2 separate regions of the Mus musculus genome follow, and region 2 is linked to region 1. A link is a contact called in public Micro-C data. All regions are on one chromosome and are shown on one strand. The core of a region is the stretch at or near the end of the contact, and the rest is flanking DNA. Distances in the headings are between cores, read along the strand shown.

Region 1 (5,584 bases), core at 2,416-4,915:
CACATTTGAAGCCCCATATCTCCTCTTTTGCCTCAGAAGCTGCCGGCATTACAGTGCTTTTATCTTGTTCAAAATCCCAGGCCCTTATAGTGGGAGGGAAAAAAATCCTACCGCCAAAAGCGAGAGAATATTTCTGCTAGGGACAATGGGTTCCCATCTTTCACCCATTTTCCGATTTTGTTGGAAAGACTGGCTACGTTCAATCAAGGAGTCTAGAAACAGAACCTGTCTACACCGAGGGTCAGCAGCTGGAAGCTCACGAGGCCCGCTAACCTTGTAGATTCTCCAGGAGGCCAGGCCTGCCACAAGCCTAAGCAAGACTCTGGCCAATGTTTAACCCTAATGCAGTGGCCACCAGGCCCCTTTTGTTTGTTCGCAAATTAATCACCCAGCGCAAGGCCGGCGCCAGAGTGGGTTTATCACCCACCAGGAGGGGGGCGCGGCGGGCACGTAACGACGAAGAAGAGTTCGCACCTTCCTGCTTTTGATCCTAGCTTCGCCGTGGCCTCCCTGGCAGAACACGAGCCTCCAGGGGCAGCGTCTGGGAGGTCAGTCATAATTGGCGGAAGTTTGTAGACCATTAGCAACATGTAGACATTTTCGATTCTGAATCCCGCAGCAAACTTTCCTCCACACCCCCGCCCTCCTCCCCCTTTCCCTGGCGCACTGGAGTGAGGGGTAGAAGCTAGAGAAGTGGCAAACTGGGATGAGCCCAGGGTTAAGTTAGAGCTACAGTCAAACATAGGCAACTGAAGGGTGTTTGTGTGTGGGGTGATGTGAGGGGTCAGAAATTGCTCTGGTTCCAACGCTGCGGCCAAAAAAGCAAGGCCAGATTATTTGCATGCAAAGTCATGGAGCTCGTATCGCGTTTGCAGAGCAGACCCCTGAGGCCAGAACTCTTGGTACCGGTTGCCAAGGTCTCTCCGGCTAGCTTGTGGACCTTCAGGGCACCGCGTAGGTGACCAAGGGGTCAAACAGGCTGCAGATGCATACCACTTTCCTGCACTCCACTCGGGAGCGCAGAGATTAACCGGCCAATGTCGGTAAAGCAGATCTGGGTTCTAGGGCGGCTCTGGCGAGAGTGGCTAGGCAAGGAGGGGGAGGGGAAGCCTTCTGCCAGCAGAGAATCCGCGCTGACCCCGGTGGCCCGTGCTGAGAGGGCCCTGGCCTGGCCTCTTGTACTCTCCAGCAATCTGGAACAGGGCCTAGGGAAGGGGTGTTAGCGAGCCACCGCCTTTGGTACCACCTCCTGTTTCCGTTTCTCTCCCTCTTTCTCCCTTCTCCACCGTGAGCACGCGAAAAGTCAGAGAAGGGGAAAGAAAGGGGCGAGATGGCAGGTCACACCAAGTTCAAAGAATGACTCTATTCCCATTGGCCGCACCAGGGAAAGCTCAGGGCTGGCGCCAAACGCTCTTAACCTTGTACATCAAAACACGTAAGACTGGAAAAGCTCGTGGCCTCAAATGTTCTGCCCTACCTGGGAGAAGGAACTGCCTATTCACCCAATAGCTGCTAGTTTGAACCTGCAGTTGGGAAAGGGGTCCTGGGCGAGGAGTTGGGGGAGGCCCCCAGGGGGAAAATCTAGGCGCAAATGGTCCACACGGAAACATTGAAAGCTTAATCTCTAGGCCCGGAAACCCAGCCTCCTTTCTGTTCCCTTTCCAAGCAAAGGTCTTGTCCCAGGAAAACTAAAAATTCTGCTAAGTTGCCCTCCATTTAAACTGGAATGTCCCAGTTCGCCTTTACCCACAAACAAGGACTGCAGGTTTGCGAGGGGAGTCCTACAGGGTCACCCAACCAAAGTCTGATCGATCAGTTGGCCTTCCTCCCCACCCTAGGATGAGCGGAGACCTTAGTCTCCCGACATCTGGGGTAAATGGGGGTGGGAGACGTTTCACGGTTTGTTTTACAAATTCGCCCCCGACGTCTGCCACGATAAGTCCCCAGGATAGAGCAGGAGCGGAGGCACCCAGAGATAAGTGTGATGCCTGAGGAAGATACGAGGCTGGTGCACCTCCCCCCGAGCAGCTCTCCAAGCCCAGAGCGGCAGCTCCCTACCGAGCTGGCCCGGAGGTGAGGGCAAAGGCTCTCAGGAGACAGGCCCGCAGTTCCAGGCGCTCACTTGTTTCAGCTGCTTCGTTCTCTCTACACCCACACCCCCATCCGGGTGGAACACTGGTGTCGTCATCCGAATGGAAGAGGAGCTGGGCTCAAAAGGGTCAGTAAATACATTTTTTAAAAAAAAAAGGAGCGAGCCGAGCGTAGACTGGGCCAGGCGCGCAGGCCTTGAATGCATTTGCGTGGTTTATTTTTCCGCGTGGGGGCTCGGTCTCAGTATGTCGGCGCGCGTTCGGGCCCAGAATCCCAAGGGGCATTTGGGTCTCTGCACGTGGCTGCGGGTGGGGAGCAGGCAGCGGGCAGAAAGATTGGTGGGATCCCCTGCGCTAGTGGCTCGGGAATCCGAAGCACCCGGGCGCAGGAGCTAGAGGATCTGACTCAGAGGTGGCTGGGCGGTTCCATGTGGGGCTCCCTTCAGAGCTACGCGAGCCTGGAGCTTTTGTTAAGGCTTATTGGCCGAAAGAGAGGTTCGGCGGCCAGCTCGGCTAGCCCGGGGCCCGGGAAAGGGAAGAAGCTGCAGATCCGCACAAGAGAAGCGGCCGCGGGCTTGAACTGTAGCGCTCGGAGCGCGCGAGAGGCGAGCGCCCCTGCCCGGCGCCTCGGAAGCCGGGCAAGCTGCCTGGCTCCCGCCCTCGCTCCCTCCCCCTTCCTCCCTGGCCCAGCCTCCTCCCCGGATCCCCCGGCTTGGATGGCTGAGGCCTTTCAGACGTAGGCTGAGCTGAGGAGCCGCGGCGAGCTCTCAGGCTGCTGCGAACTCTCTTCTGGATCAGCCACCTAGAGGCGACTTTGGTGAGCGCGCGGCGCCCTGGTGGCTCCCCGCCCTCCCCTCTGATCATGTTGACATAAACGCAGGACAGGCCGTAGTACCGCGCGGCGCAGCGACGTTCCAGTTTCCGACACCTTCTTTTTATAACTCGGCTCTATTCCCCCAGCACTCGACCTGTGAAAACCACGCCTATGCAGCCACACAATTGGTCCGAAAGCGTCAAAGAGCCAATCAACAAGCCTCGGGCTCCCGCAGCCCACAGCGCTGCCGGACCGTCCAGAGCCGCCGAGCAGACGCCCGGGGAATTCTAGAGGCGGAGGAGGGTGGCGAGGTGCTCGCTCGCTCTCTTTCTCTCTTTCTCTCCCTCCCTCTACTTGCCTACTCCAGCTCCCAATCACTCCGTTCTCTTCCTTCTTTCCTATTTTTTTTTTTTTGCACCCGTCTTCTTGATCCTCCCTCGCCCTGCGTGCCCGGACGCTGATTTTTTTTTAATTTATTATTTTTAGGAAAGCGATTTCGCTCACGTTTTTTTAGCACAAGGAAGACAGCCGGCTCCCCGAGGCAGAAGATCGCAGGCACCATTCGCTCGCCACCCAGACTCTGCGCGCAGCCCGGAGCCAGAGAGGAGGATCGCGAACCGAAGCCAGCTTCGCAGTTCTAGTTTTGAAAGCGCCGCTGGAAAGGGGCTTAAATCGCTTTTTTTTTTTTTTTTTTTTTAAAGGAGAGACTTTTCCTCCCCCCCTTGATCTCGCTGCCTGTGAAAGCCAGAGTCTAGCTCAACTAAGACGCCTCCTGCGAGAAAGCCAGAGAAGAGCTAGGGGGCGGGGGAAGGAGTCGAAAAAAAGGTTAAAAAAAAAAGTCTCCGAGAACCTTGCGCTTTGGCAACAAAGAGCGTGGGAGCCGGGGAGCCACCCCGGGAAAGGGCTGCAGTGTCTATTTCCAGCTAAGCCACAGGGCTTGGGCGCCAGTCGAGCCCCTGCTTGCTGCTTGCCCTACTGAAACCGACTTCCAGGAGCGGCTTTTCCAACACACTCCACGCACCAGGACAGCCCCTGCAGCGGCTATGTCTCCAGATCTGCTGCCGCTTTGTCCTCTTTAAAAGCGGCGTTCTCTTCCCCCCAAAGACACTTTCCCCCTCCCTTTCAAACGCTTTATTTGTAATTTGCCCTCTTTTTTATTTTAAACAAAACTATGCGTCGCTGTTGAATTTTTTAATTATTATTTTTGAAAAGCAACAACAAAAGCGGAGCCAAGCCAGCAGCTGCGGACTGGTTCCCTGTCTGGAGTGGATGAGCCTCTCCATGAGAGATCCGGTTATCCCTGGGACAAGCATGGCCTATCATCCCTTCCTACCTCACCGGGCGCCGGACTTCGCCATGAGCGCGGTACTGGGCCACCAGCCGCCTTTCTTCCCCGCGCTAACGCTGCCTCCCAACGGCGCCGCGGCGCTCTCGCTCCCCGGAGCTCTGGCCAAGCCCATCATGGATCAGTTAGTGGGGGCTGCTGAGACCGGCATCCCTTTCTCATCCCTGGGACCCCAGGCACATCTGAGGCCTCTGAAGACCATGGAACCCGAAGAAGACGTAGAAGATGACCCTAAGGTGCACCTGGAGGCCAAGGAACTTTGGGACCAGTTTCACAAGCGGGGTACAGAGATGGTCATCACGAAGTCAGGAAGGTAAGTAAGTAATCAGTGGGGGACCCCTCCCCCCAAACCATCTGAAAAATTTCACATCTCTTTTGTCTGACTCTTAAAACAGTAGATTCTGGCTGACTGTTGACGTTTGAAACGAAAACTTCCTGTCCCCCCAAATATGCGGAGACTCCAGGGCCCTGCCTTAAGGGTCAGGAAGTTTCAGCCTACCCGGGCCCTCAGTATGGTTCCTAGGGACTCGTATCCGGGGTTCCTTACAAAATACAGGGTGTTTTCCATTGAAGGAGACCGCGCACTCGGCTTCTGCAGCATTCGAGAAAATCACCTTGTTGCAGGAAGCCCGTTTGTGAAGCCATTCTGAAATATTCTTTACGTTTAGTTCTTTCTGTTGGATTTTATTTCCCAGGACAGACCTTAAAGCCCCTCTTAGACAGCAGTGGGAGACCCGGGAGGATTCCGCAGGCCCTTTCTACTCTTCAGCCTTGTCCCTGGGGCTGAAGGGGACCTAAGCCTGATGGTGTGAGACAGAGAAATCAGTGGAAGAGGGGAGGACCTTCGGGTTTCTTTCCCGTTGCCATCTCCGGAGTCTGCAAGCCCAGGGAAACCGTAGCAGGCAATTTTTACAATTAAGGTTATGTGTGTAGACCCAAGGAACCCATGAGACTATGCACCTTGTATTTGAATATTGTTACCACTTTACGTAATGTTTAGTGCCCTTGCCTGACCGAAATAAGTCTATTAAGGACCCCAATGACTAGTGTTTAAAACCACCGATTTAAGAAAAACAAAAACAAAAACAAAACCAGAGGTAGGTAGCATTGAGGTTTATCAAGATACCAGTTGGAAGGGCACGAAAATAAAACCCCACTTTCGGTCTCCTTCCAAGCTACTTGAGGCCAAAGTTTGGCACGGGATCGTTTTCCAAGCCACAAGACATTTAGTCGGGTTTTCATAACCGGGCACTTCCTTTTAAGTCAAAAGTACAGAAAGCCAGCACTTCTGTGAAATTAAACAGCAGTGGCCTACAGAGTAGAGGAATGTGGTTT
Region 2 (6,286 bases), core at 1,253-3,752, about 19 Mb after region 1:
CCTGACAAACTCACTGGGGCCTTTTTATTTCTTTTTAAGCTGGTAAATTTTATCCCAGTGTGTCAAAAACAAAAACAAAAAAACAGGCTAAGTGTTCATTTTGAAAAGGTTATCACAAAAGACAGGAGGAGACCACGTCCTCCCCGCACAGAGGCTGCCTCTCCCATCCCCATCGCGCCCATTTATTTTAGCCCTTGTCATCCGAGTCTAATACAACCCTACATTTACAAATTGTTTTCTACAGTGGCTTGGCTCTGGCCCGAGGCGGGAAGCCCCCAAAATAGCCCCAAGCGTCCGTGTACTAGGCGCGCCTTTTTACAGGATGGTGTGGAGAAAAAAACATCGGCCTCCTGCGCCCACCTATGGGACCCAGCCCCAGGCGATCAAGGCACCAGGGAGTGGAGTTTACAAAAGGCCCGGACCGACCAGCTCCTCAAGCACTCTGGGGGCCCTGGCCAGGAGAAGACTAGCCACAGCCACGCTCCCTCCGGGCCGGCTCCCGCGCTCCCGGGCCAGAAGCAGCTGTTGACCCGCATACCTGGCAGTTTTCGGCACACTCTAAAACTGAACTTTCAGTGACACACCCGCTGCGTTTCACTTAAAACAACCCCTGGGTGAGCGAAGCAACCCTCCGCTGCCGCTGGGAGAGAAAGTGGCAACTACAAGAGAAACGCCTGACTCATACGCCTGGGCGTTTATGGCCGGCGAGTGGAGTCTGACCTTTCGGTGCGCTCCTGCGCAGCGCCCGGCCCGGCGGAGCGCGCAGGGTACGGTTCCTCGCGCAGCCGGCCCGCCCCGCCGCCCGCGCCCTCCTCTCAGCCAGGGCAGGGCAGGGGCGCGATTTACCTACGGAGTCTATCTCCAAGAGTCGCTGGAGGTCCCGGATGCTGTGGATCTGACTTCGAGCCAGCCGCTCGATCAACTCCCGGGGTATCTCGGCTTCCTGCAAGCAGACCACACCGTCAGGACGCGCCCAAGGGTTCCAGCCCAGCCCCAGGGGCCACACAGCCCGGCCGGACCCTCGTTAGGCCCTAGAGCCAGAGGATCGGCTGGGGCTAGATGGGACCCCCTAAATCCTCCACACTGTTCCTATCTGTCTGACCTTGATAAAAATACCCCAACAATGCCTTGACATGTTCAGACAAAAATCACCCGCGCTCTGGCCTCCCCAGGGTGTCTGGGGGCAGCCAGGGGCCCGAAGAGTTTCTGGTTTAATAGCTAAATCCACATGTAGAAACAGAGAGGGTCGAAATGCGTCACGCATCCACGACTGGAGTCACAGCAGCCTCAACACTTTAATCTAGCCGAAGGGTTCAATTTCACTCCGGGAATCCTGAGCTGAGCCCGCAGGGGAGAGGGTCTTCCCTCTCCCCCCACCCCACCCCCTACAAGCACGCGCGCCGGGTCGCCCCACCCGGCTCAGGCCCAGTCACGGCCCTAGCGCCGACTAGGACGCCCAAATCCATCGGGGCTTAGAGAGGCTGCAGGGAACGCAAGGGGTTAAATATCCACCTCGCGCCTCTCCGGTCCCTGCCCAGACCACCCCCACCGTTCAGCCTCCCCCACTCTCCGTCCCGGTTTTTAAAAGGGAGTCAGGGTCGCTGGAGGACTCAACCACGAAGTTCCCACGACAGGGGCTGTGGAAAGTCATTCATCACGGCAAAGCTCCCGGGGAATGGGGGTGGGGGGGAGGGTGGCGGTGGGAGGGCGCGGGCGCCTGGCCCGGCCCCAGCTGCCTCGTTCAGCCACCTGTAAGCAGGCCTGGGCGGGCGGAGACTGCTCCAGCCCTGCGTCGGACTGGGTTTGGGGACCGAGAACTGGGGACTGCGGCTGGGCGCTGCCCACCCTTCCCAGTCCCAGGCTACGGCCGCACCCTCCTCTACCTGCTTACTGCCCGCCCTAGTCCCCTCCCAGAGCACGGTCAGTTTACACACACCCCCTTTCCCGCTTCCCGCACCCCGTTACTGCATTGTCCGCTGCGTTTGGGCTGCCCCTTCTGGAAAGGCACCCACAGCCCCCCGAAGTTTCTACCCACGGGTTCACCTCGCGGCTCCCCCGTCCCCCTCCAAGGCGGAGCGACGCAACGCGCTGGAAACTCACCAGACACACTTGGGCATGGCAGAAAATAGAACCCAGTTGGGATTAAAAAAAAAATTACACCACCCTGACAAAACCAAAATGCTCTTTGCAGAGCTTGAAACAGGTAGCCGAGAGGGGCGTGCGCCGAGGGAGCCGAGAGGGGACAGAGGCGCGGGGGTGGCACCCACCTCGGCCAGGGCATGGGCGAGGTATCCGCAGCCGAGGAGCAGCAGGCAAGCCCAGGTCCTCATCGCGTCCCGAGGCGCTGGAAGCTCGGCAGGGAGGCGAGGCCGCGGGGCGGGCGCTCCAGCCGGGCTCCTGTGGCGGCGAAATTCAGTACCATCCCTCAGGGAGCGCGGCCCGGAGGAGGGTGGCGCGGAGAGCAGGGAGCCTGCGGAGCGCGCTCGGCGCGAGCAGCGAGTGCAAAGCCAGCGAGGAGGAGGAGGAGGAACAGAGTCGCTCCGGGAGCCTCCTGGGCCGCCGGGTAGGGGGTGGGGACGGAAGGGGCGGAGGGCGGGGGCTGGGCTTCTTCCTTGGTGCGTTCCCCGTGCTGGCCGCCGCCGCGCTCGCTCCCCGTCGCTGGCTTTAGGAGCGACCCGGCCGGTAAATCCGCATATTTGCTGCCGTCAGCCCCGGGAGGGGACCGCGGAGCGTGGCTGCAGCTCCCGCCGCACCACCGATCACCTGTCTGGACTCTCGGCCCGGTACCAGCTACCGCCTCGCCTCTCCCTGAGGGCTCCGGGCAGTCCGGAGAGCCTGTCCCCGGGCCTTCCTCTCGCCGCTGCCGCCCCGGGCCGGGCACGGCGCGGCCCAGCACGGCGCGGCCCGGCGGCCTGCGTGCGCCCCTCCGCGGCGCGCCCTCGGCTACGGCGCGGCGCTCCGCCCTCCGCCCGCCGGGGCCGGGCAGCTCCCGCGGCCGCGCCGCCTGGCAGCAGCCTACCCGCCCGGGGCCTCGCTACGCCGCCCGCGCGGGCCGGAGGGCGGGCGGAGGGCCGAGCTGGCGCCGCTGCCGCCGCAGCAGCAGCCGCGGGAAGACCAGAGGAGGAGGTGGAGAAGAAGGCGCAGGCAGGCCGGGCTCCAGGAGTTGAGCGGGCTCCGCAGGACGCGCGTGTGGAGCCGGCCGGCGACAGGGAGGGGGTTATAGCGCCGCCACCGCGCCCCTCCCCCTCCCCCGCCCCCCGCCTCCCCCGGATTCCGGGCCCGGGACCCGCACCTCGGAAGCGCTCAGGGGTCTCGCGGGCCAGATCGGGCCCGGCCGCCACCGCCACTGCAGTGGCCACACACGCGCTCACGCAGGCAGCTACATCCATCCAAGCTCGGCGCCCGCGGCTCGGAGCCCACAGGCGCCCGGGCTCCCGGAGCGCCCCTCCCTCGAGCTTGCCCACCCTTCAGTGCCAGCTGCAATCCTGCGGCACCGGGCGGGGAGGGGAGGAGGCCGCTGCAGAAGCACGGCCGTCTCTGGCTCGCCTCTCTCTCGGGCCCCAGCGGCAGTAAAGGGCAGCGCCCAGAGCTGCTGCGCCAAAAAGGGCATGAGAGTCGGCTTGGCCCCCGCCCGGCGCTCGGGCCGCTTCCCACTGTAAGGATCCAGTGCTCCAGCCTTCCCCTCTCCATAAAAGGAGGGGGAGTGAGTCTTTGCGGAGAGGCGGGGCGGGTTTAGGGGCGCGTCTAGGGCACTCACCTGACGGCTGCCACGCGCCCGCGCCCCAGAGCCAAAGCCTGGGACACCTGATTGAGGAACTTGCACTCTTGTGTGGAGGTGGAAGCGAGGCTAGGGTCGGGGAGGAGGCTGCCTCCTGCCTCATCGCCACCTTGACACCCTGCACCCTCCAGATCCTTAGCCCCTGGCCGAAGGCCTAGCCGAACCCTGAATGGGGAGCTGGAGGGATAGAAGGAAAGATAGAAAAGAAGCGGCTGGTGAGGAACTCCTGGGTTCTACCTTGGGATCCAAGGCAGCGCAGAGCGCCACCTCCGGCCAAGGCACAGTACAGACGGGTGGCGGGGAAGGCACATGCGGACAGAAGTCTGATCAGGGCTGGACGGTTCTCCCATTGAGAGAGATGGATTCCTGGTGGGATGTGACCCGACGGCAAGGCCAGTCCTGTCAGCTCCTTAACTCGGGTTAGAGGATTGTGGACCTTTCAAATCCCAAAGTTAGCCTCCTAGGGCTCTGGAGACTATGGAGGGCTCCAAGGGTAGGGATGCAACTGGATACAGCCTGTCCAGTTCACTCCCTTTCATGTGAATTAACCCGTGCACCCAGCCCGGGTCCAATCCCCCACCAATCTTCTTTGTCCCCAGACAAAGGCGCAGCCGGGCAGGAGCCTTTCATCCCCAGCTTCCCGGGTTCCTGCATTTCAAAGGCTGAGCTGGAAGGGCCCAACACGGGCGGCTCACCTAGCTCCAAATACCTGGTGGGCGTGGGGGGAGGGGGTAGCTGAAGATCTTTGGAGCCCAAATCTACAGACTTCCTTAGGCCTGTAGGCCCCATCACCACGCCCCAGCCCTAACACCTCGGGATGCTCAGGAGATAAGAGGACACCCTCTCTTGGCCTAAAGAGGGAGTATGGAAAACGTTGAGAAGCGCCCCACCTCGAGGTCTTCGAAAGCCCAGGCCTTGTCCGTACTGGTGAAACTTTATGCTGCTCTGAAGAGGATGACTTCTGGTGGCGACTGCCAGGACCACTCTAGACCTGAGTCGAGTTCCTCACCGTTTTATCCCGATTGTTCTGCGCGGCCTGTCCCGCCAAGCCCTCGGCCTTCTCACAGGCAGAGAGCACCAAAGGACACCTTTTTGCGGTTCGACGACCCGGTGTGACGGTGGATGTGAGAATCCAGGAAGAAGATCCGGTTGCATTGCTGGGATGCCGCGCCTGTCCGGCCACCACCTCCGCATGGAGGCTGCGGGTTCCTGGGGACCCCACCTAGTTCGGTGCTTCTCTCTCCCTTTACTCTCTTGGCGCAGCAGGGACGCCCAGCTGGAAATCAAAGCCGGGCGGGAGGGATTCTGAAGACGCTAGGGGACATCAGGGACCAGAATGAGGCTAGGCCTGGATTCATCGCCCGGGACGCGGGAGCCACGGGGAGCTGGGCGCAGGCACTGCTCTAATCGCCGACCGCTATTAAAAATAAAACCGCGACCCGTCGTCATAGCGACCGCAACAACAGCGGCCGCGCGAGGGTGGTAAGAGCTTGTGCAGCCCGGCGCCAGCCGCCTGAGGGGACTGGGGCACGGGCCCTAAAGCTTACAAGGTACTCTGGTGTGAGACAACGACCCCTACCCCCACCCCCACAGCCGACCCCCGACCCCCACTGTTCCTCCTGGTTCTCGCTAGACTCTTGGTCTCTGAAAACTGGAACTGGCTAAGTCATGAGGTCAAGAGCCTAAAGGACCCGCCGGCTCAAACTACCCCCCACCCCCACCCTATGCCTCGGCTTCCCTTGGGACCCGTGACAGTCCTCATTTTAGCCTCTGGAGAAGGGGTTGAGTGAGGGGGTGAGGTTCAGGTGTCAGGCCTCCAAAGAACACCAAGAGACCAAGCCGAGCTGGAGGGGTTGCATGCGCTCGAGGCCACCGCACCTGTCCCGCCCGCGCCTCCGTGATCCTTTCTGGTGGGAGAGATCACGTGCTTCCTTCTGGCTGGGATTCGAGTTTCACTTCCAGCCGCTATTAGGCGGTTCACTCGGTTCACTGCAAACATTTGATAATGAGGCTAAATATACTTTAGAGTCGGAGGAGGTGTGGGCGGCTGCTGCCCTAGCCTGTAGGTGCGTCGCTCCAGGCTCCATGGGGCATCCCCGCCCCAGCAGCTGAGAACAATCCCCCAAGTCGGATTCGAGAGAAAGACCCGCACCCACCCATTCCCCCCAAAATCCAGTCCTAACTAGGAGCATCTTAGGGACTGTGGGCGCCTGAGGTCAGCTGGAGGGTCCCTGGAGGAAGTAGGCGGTAAGCAGCCGGGAGCTTAGAAAGGTGGGGAGAGGAACCAGACAGTGCACCTGGCGGTGACCAGAGATGTCCGGTCGCCCCCAGAACAGATGCTTCCGTCCTGTCTCCAGTGCCCCCGGCACAGTGCGACATATCCTCCCGCCCATAATTAAAGTGTCAAGTGTTTCAAATAGCTCAAGAGAGGGAGTGCGCAGCTGGGGTGACCAGGTAGCATCTAACCCTTGTTGGTACCCTCTCAACCCAAGACCCAGACTTTACAGA

The links. Hi-C and Micro-C count contacts between places; a contact is called where the count stands out from the background.
Region 2: a Micro-C map of embryonic stem cells shows a contact between it and region 1, with 13 times the contacts expected there. The contact joins the promoter of Pdgfa here to the promoter of Tbx3os1 in region 1. A contact is called at or near these places in 1 of 39 promoter capture datasets (embryonic stem cells) and 2 of 484 Hi-C or Micro-C datasets (both in embryonic stem cells).

What each region holds. Positions count from the first base shown.
Region 1 is chr5:119,667,843-119,673,426 of GRCm38.p6, forward strand. Tbx3os1 (T-box 3, opposite strand 1) reads right to left here and starts at 3,666. Exons shown (of 4, transcript NR_166476.1): 1 at 3,409-3,666. Tbx3 (T-box 3) reads left to right here and starts at 3,391. Exons shown (of 8, transcript NM_011535.3): 1 at 3,391-4,562. The coding sequence starts at 4,174.
Region 2 is chr5:138,992,442-138,998,727 of GRCm38.p6, forward strand. Pdgfa (platelet derived growth factor, alpha) reads right to left here and starts at 2,503. Exons shown (of 6, transcript NM_008808.4): 1 at 2,268-2,503; 2 at 847-943. The coding sequence starts at 2,330.